Linked DNA regions of Mus musculus: region 1 is linked to region 2. A link is a contact called in public HiChIP or PLAC-seq data. All regions are on one chromosome and are shown on one strand. Each heading gives the region's core, a stretch centred on a gene start, on an enhancer-like site or on the middle of the called end of the contact. The rest is flanking DNA. Distances are from core to core; before and after follow the strand shown.

Region 1 (6,262 bases), core at 2,827-5,326, 190 kb before region 2:
TTGGCCCTGGCGTTCCCCTGTACTGGGGCATATAAAGTTTGCAAGTCCAATGGGCCTCTCTTTGCAGTGATGGCCGACTAGGCCATCTTTTGATACATATGCAGCTATATTAGTTATTTTAATGATCAAGGCTCCTATGTGGACAAATGTTTCATTACCACAGAGGAAGTTAAGAAAAGGAGATTTGGTAACTCTTCCAACACACAGCAAGGGAGTTACTGAGTCTGGATTTGGGCTGAGGGATTGAGTAGAAGGAAGGCCACATAGGAAAATTCGAGCAAGCCTAACATGAAGTTCCAGCATTTGGGAGGCATAAGAAAGATGGTCACAAGTTCAAGGCCAGCCTGGGCTGCTTAGGGAATACCTATCTTAACAGCAGGAGGGAGAATTCTGGTTATTGTACAGATATATGTTATATATTTATTGTGTGATAAGAATATTTTGTGGTCCTTGTAGGTAGATTCTGAAGGCATTTTGTTGAAAACTTTTCTTTTATAACAGAAAGAGAATAAAAGGTTATAGTCAGAAGACATAAAAGCAGGCTCTTAAGTGATATTTACATTTTATGGAAAAGCTTGAGCCGTTATCTTTTCTGAGACTGCAATCCAAGTCTTTACTTTTTTATGATTTTGAAATTGATTCCCGAGCAGGATATAAATATGAAGCCTCTTCCCCATCCCACAGCAAGATTTCCTCCATTTTCATACTAATTAAAACTTGTCATCAGGGCACTCTTTAATCTTCCTCCGTTACCAACTGCCCTCCCTGTGCTGAACAAAATTAGCATACTGTGCACAGACTATCTTGCCAAAGGAAAGCATGGAGCTAAAGTAGCTTGGATACAGAGAAGGAGGGGGAGGAGAAGAGGTCATTGGGGAAGCTTAGTTCCTCGTGAAAATGTGCAGTATACATTGTTCCCATCTCTTGCCAACAAGTGTGAGCTACATGGCTTACCAAGGCATGACCCCAGCACCAAATCCCCAGTGGATGTTTTCACCTGTATTCCTGTCAGGGAGCAATGATGAGCTGTTAAAGAACATTAGCTGTTACAGATACTAGGAACACCCTCTGCTAACACCAGGGGCAGATCAAGTTGTTCTTTCTGCTACTCCGAGCAGCTTTGAAAGAAACCCATCAAAATGATTATGTGTATTCAGTAAGGGAGATGCAGAACCTCTTAATGCTTTGTGAGGCTATAACGAAATCCAATCATCAGTTTCTTGGAATCCAAGGATGGAAAAGCAGGTTTATAATACTTTCCATCACCTGGTGATACACAGAGAGCATGAACAGTGTCACAAGCAGAACGAGGGAATCCTTTTCCTGGGGGATTGAGCTAGAAGAAAGGGAATGTGAGTCGTTTTATGCTGCAGCTAAGAAACCTGTAACGAGGAGGGGGCTGTGGTCTAGGGAATCTTGGCATGGACAAAGAAGTGCACAAACAGGACAGACAGACAGCCAACCCACAGGCAAAGGAAAATAATGGCTTTACACATTTGTGATGGGCGAAGCCTAAAGCTAGAAGTCCACTAAACAGACTGTGGCTTGAATATTTTATGGATGCTTGGTTCCTCCTCTTTCCTGAGTCAGTCATACAGTACCTACCCCTGTGCCTTCCTTTTGTTTCTCCTCACAGTGTCTTCTGAAACAAGAAGCTAACACCTCACCACCCTGTCTTTAGTCTCCTCTATCCTTTTTGAACCTTATTTTCATATCAAACTCCATTCATGCTTAAAACCACTCATAGTTTGAGTCATTTTTACCGATTTTCCTCATGATTCAATGGATAAAAGAACAAGGTCTCTTACACTGAGAACGTTAACTCTCAGGATGTCTGTACCTGCTTCCATGAGGTCTATTCAATTCCCCAAAGAGATTTAATCTGCCGTACCTTCCCTTGAGTCCGAGCTGGCATTTGTGAAATGTTTTGTTGAACAGAATGTGGTAGGTGTAGCATTCTGAGACTACAAAGGAGAGTTCAAAAGAAGCCTTACATCTCTTGCTGACGTTTCTAGGAACATCCTGGGAGCTCTGAGAAACCATGTCAAAATTCCAATTACTATGGAACAGCAACGTCTACCTTCAGACACTCCAATGACCACCTTCAGTGACTGGGCAGGCATCCCATCTGATGCACCAGACATGAGCATCCATCTTAATTCTTGCAGAAGCTTCCACCTACTGTAGGAATATAACTGAAGGAGCTTAGATGGCAATGAAATACAGGGGTCCCAGTAACTTTTGATAATATTGCTGATAGGTAGGACTGTTAGCCATCATAAAATGGTGGTTCAAGTTACAATGTTTTAGAGTCAAAGATTGGTGGGGAAAAAAGCAGTGACCAATCAGACCTTTTAGAAAAATTTGGTTTCACTTTATATTTATAAAGCTGATCAGAAATCATGTGACATGAAATTGGTCCCATGTTTTCAGATGAGAAAAATGGGGTCCAACAAAGCCAAGTAGGATTTCATTGCCCCTGCATTACTCCCTCTTCTTTAATGTTTACGGGCTCAAAATAAATTATAAAGATTATTAAGTTTTACTCATGCCCATCAGCAATGCAAACACATCTGAAATGCCTGGGGAAAACATATGTGAAATGGAAACGTTTTACCTGACTTATCTTCTAACCCCACTGCCTGCTGGTCAGTGGGTAGTTGGTGAATAAAGTGAGTGGATGAATGGATGAATGGATGGATGGATGGATGGATGGATGGAGCATGGATTAACACTTTCTCTGAGTAAATGAAGATTTGCATAAAGATTGCTTAGCTATGATAATTAATCTTGATTTTTCAATTTGATTATATTGAGAGTTACCTAAAAGACAAGTAAAAGGTCTGGAGAAAATTAAACAGTGAAAACCTCGGATATGAATGGGCTGTCTCCCCGATGCCCCATATAATGGCGCTATTGGGCGGTGGCAAAGGAAAGGGGTGCAGCCTTACTGGTGGAGGCAGGCCATTGAGGATATGTCCTTTTACAATGTTTCTCCTTAGTCTCTTCTAATTTCCCTTCTTTCTGAGTACCAGCCACCATGGGCGAGCTGCACTGTTCCATCAAGTCTGCCAAGGGATGGGCAGACAAACCTTTATGTTGTTTTCAAGACTTTGCGTCTCATCCTTGCAGAAGCAGCTGATGCATATGCATTGTGCTTCAGCTGCCTCATTTTCATAATTAACTCACCTCAGCTGCAGACTTTTCACACATGACTCCCAGAGAACCAACTAGAAAACTAGATTTTTGTCATCCTCTGTGACTCCGTGTCATGGATTTCTGCAGGCCAAATGGCTTGCCGCTGCCAGGATCCAAGCTCTTATAGAGAAAGTAGCTTTTCCTGGGAGGCTGAACCTCTCTGAAGTCTGTGCTATGTTTATTTATCAGTAGTGCCTCTGGCCTGGATACTGTGATAGCCAAGTCTAAGCCAGATGAACATTTTTTTATCAGATAGTAACCTCATTCTTCATGATTGGTTTATACCACCTTTGAATCTAATTATTTGCCTGGAAGAGCCAAAGGTGAGGGAGGGAATCCTGATTAACATTATGTGGAGTTTGACAATACCAAGTCTTTGTGCACACATTCAACATAGAGGCTACTTTACTACTAGAAGCACAAACCACTCTGCATTTTGTTTCTCTGTAACACTCAATGTTTAGGAAATTGATGAGCATGTAAGAAAAAAACAAAAAACAAAACTAGGGATGAAGCTTAGTGGTAGAGAGCTTGCCTGTAATGCAGGAGATGCTAGGTTGAATCCGCAGTCACACGAGTGTATACACACACACACACACGCATGCAAATGCTGTGCACAAATTTGTTAGTTACTAAGCTAGGCCATTTGGGAAATAGCAGTTCTGGAAGCCTATGGCAGGAAATTAGGTTTAGAATCCAAGAGAGTGAGCTTTTGGACTGGACGTCATTGGTACAGGGATATCTTTCTGTAAAACAGAAAAAGAAAAAAGAATCGACCGCTTGACCTTTTGACCTTAGGCACCCCTGGGACCACAGAGACTCTGCAGCTGTTGCCTTTCCTGGGCTCGTCACCAAGAAACATAGCTGTGAAGGCCAGTTTTGAAGAAAGAAACAATGTGCTCTTATCCAGAAAGGATGGGCGAGCTGCTTCTCAGGCAAACAGTCCCAGGGCTCCTGTCTTTCAGGGAAATTACTAAACCACAGCCAAACCACAAAAGTCAACTTCTAAAATAGCTTCAGACAAGTTCTAAAAAAAAGTAATTAAAGGGACATCAGAGTTCTTAGAGCCCACCCCCACCTTACTCCCCATCCCCAACAGCATTCCGCTGTCACTGGAAGACCTGGGAGCATAGGCGGTTGAATCAGTCATACTCAACAGCTGAGCCACGTAGGACTGACGTCAGCAAACGTGTACCATAGATAGAACAAGGTAAATGGAGGAGGGGCACTTTTTTCATAGATCTGACAAGTATTTGCTAAGGCCAGGAGTAAGTGCCACACATTGTCCTCGCACACTTGATCACTGCCCTTATGAGATTCAGTCTTGTGAAGAAAACAATCCCATGAACAGTGGGTAGTTATAATCATGATAAGAATAGCAATGCTATTTGACCATCTATGAAAAGAGGGATTGTCTCAGTCGGGGGATTTAGGTGAGATGGCTTAAAATAAAAGAAATTTTAGTTAAGTTCTTAGAAAAGCTGAGTCTTGATCAGCTAGATAGTAAATGAGAAGAAGTATTCTAGTAGGAAACTGTACACATAAAGGCCTCACAGAGATAACATGGCTCATGAAAGGGAGGGTAGATGACTTAACAGTGGGAGGTAGAGGGGTGACTGTGTAGTTACTTTCACAAGTCAAATCTTCAGGGCTCCAAGATGGGAAAGGTAATATACACAATACAATCAAATTGTCATTTGAAAAGATCAGATGTGGGCTGGAGAGATGACTCAGTGGTTAAGAGCACTGACTGTTCTTCCGAAGGTCCTGAGTTCAAATCCCAGCAACCACTTGGTGGCTCACAACCATCCGTAATCAGATCTGACAGCCTCCTCTGGTGAGTCTGAAGACAGCTACAGTGTATTAGATATAAATAAATCGCTTGAGCTGGATTGACCAGAGCAAGTGGGGCCAGAGCAAGCAGGGCCATGTACTCATATACATTAAATAAATAAATAAATAAATAAATAAATAAATAAATAAATAAATATCAGGTGACTTAGTCATTGACATCACTTCCCCCAGGGGAGCATCTCAGACCAGTTATTCATGAGGAAGTTGAGTCCAATGTTTGGATTATGGACCCCAGATCTTGGACACAATGAACCTTGCAGGATCTAAGTATCTACCGTATCTTACCTATCTCTTGGTACTTCTCCTCTACATTCCAAAATGCGTACCAGGCAACTCCTTTAAATCCTAATCTCTTCCCTCTGGCCCCTGGCCTTCAAGCAAAATATAGAGCCTTAATCTGTATCCCATTTTTACTTTCAGCCCCATGAAGTACGAATTTAGAAAAATGAAGTAAAAATCTTTCATACAGCTCAGTGATGTTTTCAGTTGCTTGTTCCCAGCCCTCTTGGAAAGTTCCCTGTTCCTTTTAAGCAAAAATGCTCTTTATTCAGCACAAATGTGTAGGGTAGTTCTTCTCCCAAGAGGACATTGGGCTAAGAGGAAGCTCTAGTGTAGTGGTTCTAAGTAAGGAAGAAGAGATCCTGAGATTGGGGACAATTCAACAGGGAAAGAGGGAAAGTGTTGGTGAAAGAAGCTATTTGGATTGTCTAAGGCTCGTCCTGCAGAATCAGTTTAAACTCCAAACAAGAAAAAAAAAACATATTCATTTTTTTAACCTATCCTGGGAGATCACCAGAGAAAGGTCTGTATGAAGTGGACCTTCCAAAACAGGAGTGTAAGCTGAAAGGAATGGCCATTGGAAGGACTAAATAACAAAGACTCAAAAACGCCTGTATCAGTGAATGTCATGAGAGGAAGGGTTACTATTCAACCTCTGCTACACAGCATCCCCTTGTACCAACCAGAGAATAAAACCCCAAATCTTAATGAAGCCAACTATACCTCTTTGCTGTACTAGAACCACCCAATGACAACAACTATAGAATATTAATTTAATGTGCTCATGTCCCCATGAAATGACGACCAATAGGCTTCCCAACAGCAAAGGAACTCTCACAATTTCCTAGGTATCATCATCTTTCACTCTCCAAAATCCCCACTTCACACAATGACTTTTCTTAAGCTGAAGATTTCTACCAATGACCTTTCT
Region 2 (6,390 bases), core at 686-3,185:
GAAAGAGAGGCCCATTGGACTTGCAAACTTTATATGCCCCAGTACAGGGGAACACCAGGGCCAAAAAGGGGGAGTGGGTGGGCAGGGGAGTGGGGGTGGGTGGATATGGGGGACTTTTGGTATAGCATTGGAAATGTAAATGAGTTAAATACCTAATAAAAAATGGAAAAAAAAAAAAAGAATTTGTGTTGTTGTTCTAAAAAAGCAAGAGAGTTATTGAGTTATAATGGATAGAGCTTATGACTACCTTGATTCATATAAAATTAAAAATATAATAGAATACAGTCAGGACAGTGTGAACACTTGATAATTGACATATTGAAGAGTTACTGACTTTTGCAAGGTGATAATGATATTGTGAATTTATATCCTAATTAGGATATATATTAGAATGATTCTGAGTGCTGTTATATATTTATAGTTTGCTTCAGAATAATATTTGTTTTTCAAGAGATAAGCCATGAATTGATCATTATCATTATTAAATGCCAAATACTGTTGACTTACATTTTTCCATATATTTTATGTGTTTTTGAAATTTTCCATAATACAGTATGTATATGTCTGTGTGTGTGTGTGTGTGTGTGTGTGTGTGTGTGCATGCATTCACATGTAGTTTATTATTGTTAGCTCTTCCAGCGTATGTTAGCAAGTGGTGGAGGATAGACTACTGTTCTTTCTTTAGACACTCTTGGGTCCCCAAGAGCAGAGAAGCAACAAAGTCTTAGAACCTGTAGATCTCTGTCATGTTCTCTTCACACTAGTCCATTTCCATAAACCTGCTATATTAAGTAGAACACATGGACATGGTATTTATCATCTGCTTGTGCTGTAGAGAAGGTATGTTTTATATAAAAATAGCTTGTTAAGTAGAAAACAAATGCCCCCGTTTGCAGGGCTAGCTCATATTCTCTTATTTAGTAGGTCAGCAATGAGGCTGTCTAGGGCTCTGTTTCCAGGTCCCTATGCATCGCAGGCTAGGGGTAGACAGCAGATTCCCAGGCAGAAGGCAGTGAGGGCTGCAGAAATCAAGGCACATGACCAGGCCCCAGAGAGGCAGCCCTGAAACAGGACATTTGTGGTGAGACTGGGGCCCCAACAGAACTAGCCCTCTCTTTTTTCACATTTCCTGTAACTCTAAATCCAGACTTGAATGTGCTGTCTCCTGAATTTTAGTTTCCTAAAATATTTTGGAAACGCTACACTTCAAACCAAGCTCTGAGCAGTGGGATTACCCTCACTTCTGCCTCTGATTTAGTGCATACCCATGATACAGCTCTAAATAGACCCTGTGGGCCCCAGGACTCTAAAGGCCACTGGTTCTTTTTTTTTCTGTGAGCTTCCTGACTAATGGGAAGGAGGTGGGATAATTTGAAAAGAAGCCAAGTGAGAGATGCAGAGAGGGATAATGTATGCAGAGAAGGGGGTGAAGAAGCCATCAGAGGCAATCAGGGAAGGCTTAAAACACTGGAAGAGTTGAAAGAGTTCTGCTCATCTCTAACTGAACAACAGAAAAGTAAAGGGAAGCCCAGGGCCATTAAGAGCCCCCAAAGAGGAGAACTGGGAAACTGATGGTCTCTATAGCCCACCGATGGAGGATCCCATCCCACCCAGGTCAAAGGAGTGCCATGACCAATCAAACGGAAATGTGGGAGCAAGCCGCCGAAAGCTTGAGAGTGAAATGAGCAGAAATTTCAGCTCTGCCTGTGTAGAAGTGACAGTTGAAGCCATAGGGTCTATGGCATGCTTTTCCCTCACGTCTGCCATGGGCAAGTGACACATTTTCAAGTATGCATTTTGAGTCTGGCATTTGCAAAGCTAGCAGCCCATTATTTACCGCGCTAAGCCATGCTTAACACTCAGAGCACTACCCAATTACTTCAGGAACATTCCCCTCACTGGGAAGGGAGAAAGTCTTGGAGCAGGAGAAAGCCAGCATTTGGAAGGCTGTGCCTGTGGCAGCAGCTTTATTGGTAGGCATATGATCTCCCTCAGTGATAGCCTAAAGCACGTGAATTGCTTTTTATTGCTGTAAAAACGTTATTCAAGAAATTGAGACAGTCGAGAACAGATTTATAAACCTGTGTATCCACAGTTCTCGGTACATTTGGGCCACACACTTAGTCTTTCTCTCATACTAAAGTTTGAAGAGTGATTTCTTTTAAAAGTGAAAGTAAGCAGGAAGTTGCTGCGTTCTTCCATGGCTGGGCTCTCCCTGTTCTTGAGACGAAGCCTTTTAAAACTTGCCACACTTATTTCGTGTAAACTGGCCTCTCTGGGCATAGGAGTATCATTCGTTATTAGCACTTATGCAAGCCTGGAGCGAGTTACGGATCCATCCCTCTCCTCCAGGCTCATGAACTTAGACGTGTGTACAAGCCAGGTGAGTTTATATTGGAGAAAATTTGGCCATCCATCAATAATAGCCCTGATTCCAAGATTCACACAGCCTGGAAACTGCCCAGTGTGCATTTAAGAAGCCGAATGTGGACATCTTTCAAAAACTTCCCCCATCAAAGAAACCAAGAAAAACACCCCCAGTATAATGAAACTGTTCTTAAAAAGAAAAAAAGTCATAACTGAGCAAAGTTCTGGTAACTAGAGTAACTTTGTTTGGGAGACTATGCATGCTGATGCCAAGATATTGGGACTCTTAAGATCTTTACTTCCTTTTGTCCTCCTCAGCACCCGCCCACCCCCACCCCCACCCCCTCAGCTTTCAGCTACCAGTGACAAAAACAACATGTTCTTTTGTGCCTTTTGGGTGTACAAACCCAACCATTTATTCAAACATTCCCTGACCCAACAGAGTTTCTTAGGAGTCAGTATCAGAAATTGACAAGGTTGGTGGATACAAGGATTCTACACATTCTCTGTATCTGCAATTCGTTTGTGGTATGTCAAGTTTCAAAAAGGAAACTCGACCCCCACGGGGAGAAAGTGAAGAAGGAAAATCTGGGCTAGCTTGTAGGAGCAGTGAGCAAAGCTCCCATGGTCAGTGCTTGGAAGCCCTCCAAGGTCCAACAGGCTCCAGGAAACTCGAGCAATTGTCATGGTATTAGAACCGGTCCAAGGTGCCAGAGTCAAAATACGGCCACCACTGACCACAGTAGAGGGCTACGTGGGAGCGTATGTAGGTCACTTACAGATTGTGAATTCAGACAGGCTGAGTTTATACAATTATTTTTACAACTAAGCTCTGGAGAAGCCCCAACTGTTGAGAACTTTTAGAAGGGACCTATTTCACAACGTGTAAGAAAATTACAACATGTGCCTGAATGGTACATCCTTAGTGGCTCATTACATGTTGATAGCCAGGTCGGGGGTTCTGTTTGTGCTGACATTCCTAGCCCCACCTAGATGATGGCATTTCCTCGGACAAATGTTGGAGTTCACTGGGACGCTCATGACTCAATACAAGCATTACCTCAACCTCTTTCAGTGAACTCTGGTTTGATGCAATGAAAAATAATAAAATTCAGAATTGCTCTCCTCGTCCCTGGGGCTTAAGCCCACAAGTGGTTTTTGGGGGTCAGCCATGCATAGTGTGGGAAATTCCCAAAACACGGACCAGAAGGCAGCAAGAAGCAGTTTACCCAGCTCTGCCCTCAGTCTTTCTTTTCCCACGAGGTCACTGATTTCCACTCACTCCTGGTCACCTGTCTCTTCAATGACTTCCCTCTGTAACCTTCCACAGGTGACAAGGGGATCAAATTAGCTCCCGGGGAGATTTGTGCCTTGGTAAATCCTCAGGCCTCTAAAGTAGGGAGCAAATTAGCAACATCACAAATTCTGCCTTTGTTTTCACTAAGTGCTGCTGTGGAGGTCTAACTTAATGGAAGTATTTGCTTTCCCATAAATACACATAAACTCCTGCCTCCTGTCGTAGGCAGAGAAAGCCCTGTCAGTGCCAATCAAGGACTGAAGCATATTTAAAAGCAAACAGCCGTAATTGAAGTTCTCAGTGGAAGCAATGCCATCCGTACCGTTTATGGATTTACCAATTGTTCTGCCCTGTTGTAGCTTTAAAGCTACCACCGAAATTTGTTTTAATTAACAGGCCACTGTGTGTGGTACAGTGAAAGAATCAAGTCTGTGTGGTCCTAAGAAAATCCCCTCTGTTTAAAACTCTCCACATGGTCTCCTGTGACCCTTGCTATGGGTCTACCTTGGCGTCTGTCACACGGCCCAACTGTTCCTCCAGGCCCTTTGTGCTGCTGCCCTTTCGCTTGGCTCTCCCTTCCCTCGTCCATGCATGGCTGGTGCTTTTCTCAATCTTCAGTTGTCTTCGACTGTGTTCCTACCGCAGAGGTGGCATTCCCTATGACGAGACCCTCCCCTGGCCCTTCTTTTACCCACATCACTTTGCTTTATGATCCTGGCTTTTTGTCTTCTCTGAAGTTACCTAATAGCTTTCTGGCTTATTTTCTCCATGCCCCTCTAGAAGGACAGGCTGAGAAAGACCAGGGTCATACCCATCAGATTTACAGTTGTCTGCCTACTACTTAGAAAAGAGCTTGGCATATAGAAGACCCTTGGAAGTAATGCTTTATATGATTGACAGTTTCAAGAATTACATAATGGTTTATAGCCTGATGTCTAGTTCATACTAAGGATCTAGCAGATGGAAGTTGACTTCTTTCCAGCCCTGTCTGTCTAGCCCCTATGCATTAGAGGCTAACTTAACACAATATTCTGTTATCATGAGCACAGGAAATGGGATCTAATTGGGCACAGTGTACTCATCCTTTGTGTTTGCAAAAGAGTGATATAGTTCTGATTTTTTTTTTTAGGCTGTCCTTGTTGGAAGGAACCATGAATTGGCATTTTCCTTTCTTCATCTTGACCACAGTGACTTTATACTCTGTGCACTCCCAGTTCAACTCTCTGTCACTGGAGGAACTAGGCTCCAACACAGGGATCCAGGTCTTCAATCAGATCATCAAGTCACGGCCTCATGAGAACGTTGTTGTCTCCCCACATGGGATCGCGTCCATCTTGGGCATGCTGCAGCTCGGGGCTGACGGCAAGACAAAGAAGCAGCTCTCCACGGTGATGCGATATAATGTAAACGGTGTGTGTGTGTGTTCTCCTTCATCAGTGAGGCCTTGCCCGCAATCCTGCAGGCGAAGGGTCATCATCACTTGGTCTCTGCCTAATCAGAGAAGCAGGGCAGCCAAGAGATGTCATACTATGCCATCTGGAACATGAGGCCAGGGTCTTCTAGAGGGAACATGGCATGCCTGACATTAGGAGCTACTCTTTAGGTTCTGTAGCTGTTGGGCTTTGTGTTCTCTGTCTATCAACACTAATGCTTTCTCTCTTAAGGAAAATCTTTTGTGTTATAAGCATCCTTATAAAACAGGTCCACACTAGAGACTGGCTATATGGAACCCTTATGATGGTGGAGCCCTCTGGATTGATAGGGATGGGGTGAAGTGACTCTACAGGAGTGATATATGTGCCCAGAACTGTGCATGCACCAAGTGTGAATGAAAACTGAGTCATATCAGAATGAACTCTGTAGAACTGTACCCGTGACAACTTCCCAATACAGTCACCACGCCACTCGGTAAAACTAGATGGAAGGCACAGGGAATGTCCCTTTAATTTATAAAAGTTCATTAATTTTTGTGGGGTTGGTATGAGGAAGTTCACGTGTATATGTATCTGGGTGAGGAAGTGTGTGGAGACTAGAAGTGCATGTTGGGTGTCTTCGTCTGTCATGCTTCTTATTGGTCTCACACTGAAGCTGAAATTTACCAAGTGAGCAGATTAGCGGGCCAGTGAGCCCTGGAGATCCACCTACCTATGCTTCCCCAATGCTAGGATCATAGAATAGACAGATACCACCACACAGGCAGGTTTTATATAGATGCTAGGGATCTGAACTCCTGTGGCAAGCATGGAAAGGCATTCCTGCCTTGACTGAGGCATCTGCCCAAACCACCTTGTCTGCTGATCTAAAGCCACTTAGAAGTCAGAAGTGAAAAGCTAAATGACCTAGAAAGAAAATAAGAAAGGAAGAAAGAAAAGAACGGAAGGCACTAAGGCCCAGGCACTGGACATTGGTAACTAACATATGCTTGTAATCATAGCACTTGGGAAGCCAGACAGGAGGATCAAGAGTTCAAGACCAGTCTGGCTCTCTAGCAACCCTGTGTCAGAACGTTGAAATGAACCTGAAAATGTAGCTCAGTGCCAGGGGCCTTGCCTTACATGTACAAAGCCCTGTGTTTGGTATTTAGTTCCACAAAAGGACAAACAAACAAAAACAACAACAACAAAAAAAAAAAACAATAACAGATGCAGGTAAGGCCCGGTGAGAGAGGCTCGGTGTTATTGAAAGGGAAAACTTGTTTTGAATTGTCTTTTCAGCCATAGGAACCT

Evidence for each region. HiChIP or PLAC-seq counts read pairs in DNA pulled down with a chosen protein or histone mark.
Region 1: a contact with region 2 is called in an H3K27ac HiChIP or PLAC-seq map of heart atrium, with 2.6 times the contacts expected there. The contact joins two enhancer-like sites. A contact is called at or near these places in 1 of 484 Hi-C or Micro-C datasets (uterus) and 3 of 115 datasets of contacts at active chromatin or transcription factors (CD8 T cells, acute myeloid leukemia and heart atrium).

What each region holds. Positions count from the first base shown.
Region 1 is chr1:80,016,630-80,022,891 of GRCm38.p6, reverse strand. No RefSeq gene overlaps it. Among named protein-coding and RNA genes, the nearest start is that of Gm33970, 19 kb to the left of the region's middle. Within about 2 kb of position 4,076, at least 24 of the 459 cell types and tissues checked have an H3K27ac peak or open chromatin away from gene starts, as enhancers often do. A contact at or near this core is called in heart atrium, where this site is marked.
Region 2 is chr1:79,819,961-79,826,350 of GRCm38.p6, reverse strand. Serpine2 (serine (or cysteine) peptidase inhibitor, clade E, member 2) reads left to right here. Exons shown (of 9, transcript NM_009255.4): 2 at 4,794-5,074. The coding sequence starts at 4,816. Among named protein-coding and RNA genes, the nearest start is that of Gm39666, 35 kb to the right of the region's middle. Within about 2 kb of position 1,935, at least 79 of the 459 cell types and tissues checked have an H3K27ac peak or open chromatin away from gene starts, as enhancers often do. A contact at or near this core is called in heart atrium, where this site is marked.